2 separate regions of the Sus scrofa genome follow, and region 2 is linked to region 1. A link is a contact called in public Hi-C data. All regions are on one chromosome and are shown on one strand. The core of a region is the stretch at or near the end of the contact, and the rest is flanking DNA. Distances in the headings are between cores, read along the strand shown. Region 1 holds the start of VARS (valyl-tRNA synthetase). Region 2 holds the start of NELFE (negative elongation factor complex member E).

Region 1 (2,853 bases), core at 165-2,664:
ATGCCTCCCTCCCATACTTGAGGTGTTGTTTTTTTCACAGCAAAGTTTTTGTGTTTTTTTTAAGGGATGAGTGGATGAGAGTAATAATAATGGAGAGCTACTCTCCTGTATTGAGAAGGGGAGGAAAAGGAAGCCCGGGAACTGCGAAGCCTTCCCTATCCCCAGCACCTGCCTTTCTCACTTCTTCCCTGGAGGTGGGAGAATCTCCCAGGTCTTTCTAGGGTAGCATGTGATTCATTCTGGGGATGGAAGGAATCTGTCCCGCATCGGGAATAAAATTTATGATGCAAATTCGAGTTCTGGTTCTGTGTTTTGGGAAGGGGGCTAGAGAGTGGGAAAGGGATGCTGAATTCACCCAGCCCTGTTACTCTCATTACCCAAGCCAAGGCCCCAACCCGTCCTGTCCGTATTGGCTACCACTCTTCCTGATACAAACCGTACCTCAGTTGGACTGCATGCCCCCTACCTATGCAGCCTACCTACCATAGCCTTTTCCTAATACTGTACCTGCGAATGTTTGCTGTCCTTGTATTAAGGTGGAAGCTAATGAGACACCTAAATGCGTTTGATGCTGGATCTAGTGCTTCCCCAATATCTATTGCATATAAATACAAGTGACAACTTTCATTGTGGAGAGTTGTGACTGGGAATTAACTCTAAACTCATTTAGCAAGTAAGAGTTCCCGCCCCAGATGAGGGTTCTCAGGACGAAGGGCCGTTAGAAGCCATCCAATTCGACTCCCTCCTCCCACGTAGAAGGAAATGAGGCTCAAGGAGAAGCTGGACACCAGGACCTCGGCCAAACGGACCCCTACCCACGTTGGCGTCAGGAGCCGCCCTCCGCCGCCGCCGCGTGAAGGCCCGCTGGCACCGCCCTCCCGCCCCGCCCCGCCCCGCCCCCCCCGCCCCACCCCGCCCCGCCCGAGGACCCGTACGGGGTGCCCGCGGCGGCGCCTGACGGGAGTGCGGTTCCCGGCGCGTCCTCCCCGACCCCGTCTCCCGTGCCCGCGGCCCGCACGGTTCCTCGGGAGCGCAGTCTGCGGCGGGCGGCGCACCCCTGGGCCAAGATCGGCCAGGCAGCGCCGGCACACGCAGGCGGGGCACGGGCGCCCGTGCCAGGACCCCGGGGCCCGGAAACGCTCGTAGTCACAAAGGGGGGAACACGTGGGCGCAGATTGCCCGGGCGGCTGTCGCAGGGATCTAGGGTCACCGGGAGGACCGCCCACCATCCCCGCCCGCCGGACGCCTCAGCCCCGGTTGCCAGGCCCGTCTAACTTCGGCCGGCGCCCGGCTATGAGGTGGATGCCCGGCTCTGTGTGACCATCTCCCTCCAGTAGGTACATGTGGCCTGAACCCGCGTCCTACTGGCCGCGGAGAGGCTCTTTCGAGCCTCCCCACGCCCGTAGGGCTCGCGGGCTTGGGGAGTTACCCACTGTCATTGCCACTCCGAGAGCAGGGTCCTCGGATCTTGAGGCCCCATCAGATCCTCAGTTCTGGGGGCCTCGGGAGCCTGAGGTAGGGGAGCTACTCAGGAGCCCCCGGGTCCCTCGGTCTTACTCTGTCCCCTTTTCTCTTAGGGTTTTTCCACCTCGTTCGGACTTCCTGCACAACCATGTCCATCCTCTACGTCTCTCCTCACCCCGATGCCTTCCCCAGCCTCCGAGCCCTCATAGCTGCCCGCTACGGCGAGGCTGGGGAGGGTCCAGGATGGGGAGGAGCCCACCCCCGCGTCTGTCTTCAGCCGCCCCCGGCCAGCAGGACTCCCTTTCCCCCACCCCGCCTGCCCGCCCTGGAGCAGGGGCCCGGTGGGCTCTGGGTGTGGGGAGCCACGGCCGTGGCCCAGCTGCTGTGGCCAGCAGGCCTGGGGGGCCCTGGAGGTAGTCGGGCCGCTGTCCTTGTCCAGCAGTGGGTCAGTTACGCAGACACGGAGCTAATACCAGCTGCCTGTGGGGCAACGCTGCCAGCTTTGGGACTCCGAAGCTCTGCCCAGGACCCCCAGGTGAGAAGAAGCTGAGCGGGGGAGAGGGGCAGGAGGGAATTTCGAAGAGGGCAGTGAGCCAGAAAGATACTATGTCAGAAAAAGACTGGTCACCCCTACTTGCCATCTGGTGTGGCAGACGTGGGCAGCTTTCTTGACCTCCGGGAGCCTTGGTCTTCCTATGCCTATGGAAACGAAAATTGAGGACATGTTGAGAAGATTAAAAGATGTGTCAGAGCACATAATCTGATGCCAGATGCTCTGCCGTTTCTGAGTGAGGGAGGGCTCGATGGATCTGAAACTGATAAGGTTAGACGTTACTGAATTGTAGGAAAAGACTAGGGCCAGGGAAAGAAGTAGAACACCAGGAGACTGGTGCAGAGGCACCAGGCCTGGACTGATGACAGTTGGCTGGGGAGAAATGCAATGAAGAGGAGGGAAAGTAGGGGAAAAGAGAGCAAATCACACAAGATTACAGCCGGAAGTCTTTTCAGAGTGGGTCTGTGCCTTACCGTCCTTATAACACCATCTCCTCACAGAATGTTGAGCACAGGTTCAATATTTAGTACTTTTTGGATTTTTTTGTTTTTGTTTTCTTTTGTCTTTTTGCCTTTTCTAGGGCCTCTCCTGCAGCATATGGAGGTTCCCAGGCTAGGGGTCGAATCGGAGCTGTAGCCACCAGCTTACACCACAGCCACAGCAACTCCGGATCTGAGCTGCATCTGCAACCTACACCACAGCTCACGGCAACACCGGATCCTTAACCCACTGAGCAAGGCCAGGGATCGAACCCGCAACCTCATGGATCCTAGTCAGATTCGTTAACCACTGCGCCACAACGGGAACTCCGATACTTAGTACTTTTTGACTGAATG
Region 2 (2,911 bases), core at 127-2,626, 150 kb before region 1:
TTTGGGCCTGCAGGTCGGAGGGGACTGGGGCCCCCAGTGCGGCCAGGAGAGACCAGGGATCCATCTTCCTCTGCCATTTTCTGGACAGAAAGAAATTTTCAGCTCTTTCTCCTCTGTCTCAACTTCCTTCAGGAACCCATTTCCCCTAGTCCAGGCCCCTCTAGACTCCTCACCGGGCTGAGTGCTCCACACCATGCAGAGGCAGCCAGGCTGGAGAGGACAGAAACAACTGTTCTGCTTCTTGCTGCAGATCTGGGGCACAGGGTGGGAGGCCGTGGGGAAGCTGGAACAGGGCAAGACGAGAGGCATGAGGCAAGGAAAGAGAGTAAGACACAGACAAAAGAGATGGTGACGGGCTTCATGTTTAGATCAGAAATGGTAGGTGTCCCATACAGGCTAGGACAATTAGGCTGAAGCAATAGTTTCCAAAGGTTGTCCTACTTTATAGGAAAAACTGACCTGCAACTGAATTATCTGGAGAGCTGTTTAATAATATAGATTTTGGATTAAAGAATTTCTGGAGATGGACCTAAGAATTTCTAATTTAGGAAAGCTCCCCCTCTAATCATGAGGCACACAGATTCTGATAATCACTAGTTTTAGGAAAAGGAGCCCCAGACCTAAGGATGAAAAACCGAAGGTGCTCAAGGGCTGACCTATCAGCCACCAACAAGTGCCCTGGTGCTTGGAGACAGAAGAAGATGCCAGGGAGAAAAGACCCACTGGAAAGAGCAGTTCTCAGAGCTAAAGTTATCCCCAGGGCTCCCTGCTCTGTCTTCTCATGGGCTCTGACGCACTGCAGGTCGACTGGGTTGGGATCCATCCCGCACCAGTCCAAAGCTGGGATGACAGGTGTCCAGAGACAGGTGAGCCAGGTCAGGTTAGACCCTACTGTGAGAAGGCTGAAAGGGGTTTTAAGCCCTATTAATAAGGGTCAAGGTTAGGTTAGAGCTAAAAGTCACTCACGGTGCTCTCTGGAGCCCCAGGCACATTCAGCAGCTCCCAGCGCCCGGTACATCCTAGCTCCAAGGCGCGGAGGGGCAGATCCAGGGGATCTGGGGTAGGCAGCACTATGGGAGGAAAATCACAGGTCAGGGGTCAAGGGTCATTCCCTGTCTCCTCCTCCTTCCCACCTTCTGCCCCCTCACCGAGTCGCTCCGTCTCCATCATCCTGGAGCCACGGTAGCTGCCGGGCAGCCCGGAAGTGTAGGGAGGAGCCGAAACCCGCGGAACTAGCGGCGACTTCCGGAACACACCCCGCTGGGGGCGGGGACGAGCACTACCGAGGGGCGGAACCCAAGCTGGTGGGAGGCCGGACGGAAGTGTGCGCGCCGCGAGCCGCCTTGGTTACCGCGGTCTCCGCCCCTCGCTACGTCATCGCTCCGAGCCAGCGATCCGCTGCCCGCGCGGGCGCCGCCCGAGACCGTGGGGCTCCGGTTGCCGCCCCCTCAGGTAAGGCCTTCTCCGTCTCACCCTTCGCCCCTTTTTTCCGAGCTCCTTCTCTCTTCTTGCCCTGTTCGTTGCTCTGAGAGCGCTGCGCGGGTTCCACTGCCTCCTCTGCTTTTCGGACCCTGCGAATGCCATACTAACCCCAGCGAGGTAGGGGGGGTCTGGTGCCATCGTCTTCGCGACGGAGGGGGTGTTTCTCCCTTCCTGGGCTACGTGGTGCCCCAAGGCGCTGGTATCCGTGATTCCCGGAGAGAGAAGGGAATGCTGGTTGATCCCGACGAGCGGGGGCTTGGACGGCAGCTGGTTTAAGCAAGGGGTAGGGAGAGGCAAAAGACAGGAGTAGGCAGGCCTGGAGGGGTGGGATTGGGTGCAGTGTGGACGGCGTGTGACCCCTGGGCGGTGACAGTGGAGAAAGATGTCTTGGGCCCTGCCCCTGAACCAGGAGCCACCATGTTGGTGATACCCCCCGGACTGAGCGAGGAGGAGGAGGCTCTGCAGAAGAAATTCAACAAACTCAAGAAAAAGGTGAGGGAGTGTGTGTGGGCATGGCCCAAACTTTCAAAGACTCTACACTGAGAACACCTGGGGTGAGTGTGAGGGGATGGGGGGGTGGGGGTTCTTCTAGCTCATACCTAGAGACATGGCACCTCTCAGTGTCCCTTCATGGGTGGACTTTCTCAAGGTGGATACTTGCTTTTCTCTCTTTTCTGTATAGTCTGCCATGGAGGTGTCTTCCTTTCCTCCGGCTTTTAGTACCACCTAAGAACTGGTGATCCCAGGCTTGGTTTTTTTTAGTTCCATCTGTATCTTGCCAATAACCTTCATATATTGCCGCTCTGGTCTTACCTATTCTAATCTTGGTCTTCCAAATAGGACTGACTCCATTCACTTCTCCCGCTGTTTGGAATCCAGATCTCGTCTCTGTCTTATTTGCGTAGCCAAATGTTTGCCGAGTCGTCTTGATTCCTCCTTTGAAGTAACTTCTTCTGTTTACTCCTTCCTGTGTATTCTCGCAGTCAGGCCTTTGCTGATGCTCACCTAGACTGTTGTAATCGTCTCTCAGCAAGTTTCTTTTTTCGACAGACTTTTTTACTTCTATTAAAATGGTGCTTTGAAAACAGAAAACACTGTCCTTCTTTTTCTCAAAAGCCAGTGGTTTCACATTGTCTATAAAAGAGCCTTAATTTGGCAGCCCTTCCTCGTCAAATAGAACTATTCCTGGGAGTTCCCGTCGTGGCGCAGTGGTTAACGAATCCAACTAGGAACCATGAGGTTTCGGGTTCGGTCCCTGCCCTTGCTCAGTGGGTTAACGATCCGGCGTTGCCGTGAGCTGTGGTGTAGGTTGCAGACGCGGCTCGGATCCTGCGTTGCTGTGGCTCAGGCGTAGGCCGGTGGCTACAGCTCCGACTCAACCCCTAGCCTGGGAACCTCCATATGCCGAGGGAGCGGCCCAAGAAATAGC

What was found. Hi-C and Micro-C count contacts between places; a contact is called where the count stands out from the background.
Region 2: a contact with region 1 is called in a Hi-C map of liver, with 10 times the contacts expected there. The contact joins the promoter of NELFE here to the promoter of VARS in region 1. A contact is called at or near these places in 5 of 47 Hi-C or Micro-C datasets (embryonic fibroblasts, fetal heart ventricle, liver and 2 more) and 1 of 2 datasets of contacts at active chromatin or transcription factors (alveolar macrophages).

What each region holds. Positions count from the first base shown.
Region 1 is chr7:23,897,826-23,900,678 of Sscrofa11.1, reverse strand. It overlaps VARS (valyl-tRNA synthetase), which reads left to right and starts at 1,414. Exons shown (of 33, transcript NM_001195378.1): 1 at 1,414-1,999. The coding sequence starts at 1,613. It overlaps LSM2 (LSM2 homolog, U6 small nuclear RNA and mRNA degradation associated), which reads left to right. Exons shown (of 5, transcript NM_001123136.1): 5 at 1-294.
Region 2 is chr7:24,045,366-24,048,276 of Sscrofa11.1, reverse strand. NELFE (negative elongation factor complex member E) reads left to right here and starts at 1,376. Exons shown (of 11, transcript NM_001101825.1): 1 at 1,376-1,452; 2 at 1,892-1,974. The coding sequence starts at 1,900. SKIV2L (Ski2 like RNA helicase) reads right to left here and starts at 1,261. Exons shown (of 28, transcript NM_001101817.1): 1 at 1,149-1,261; 2 at 967-1,070; 3 at 174-283; 4 at 1-80. The coding sequence starts at 1,170.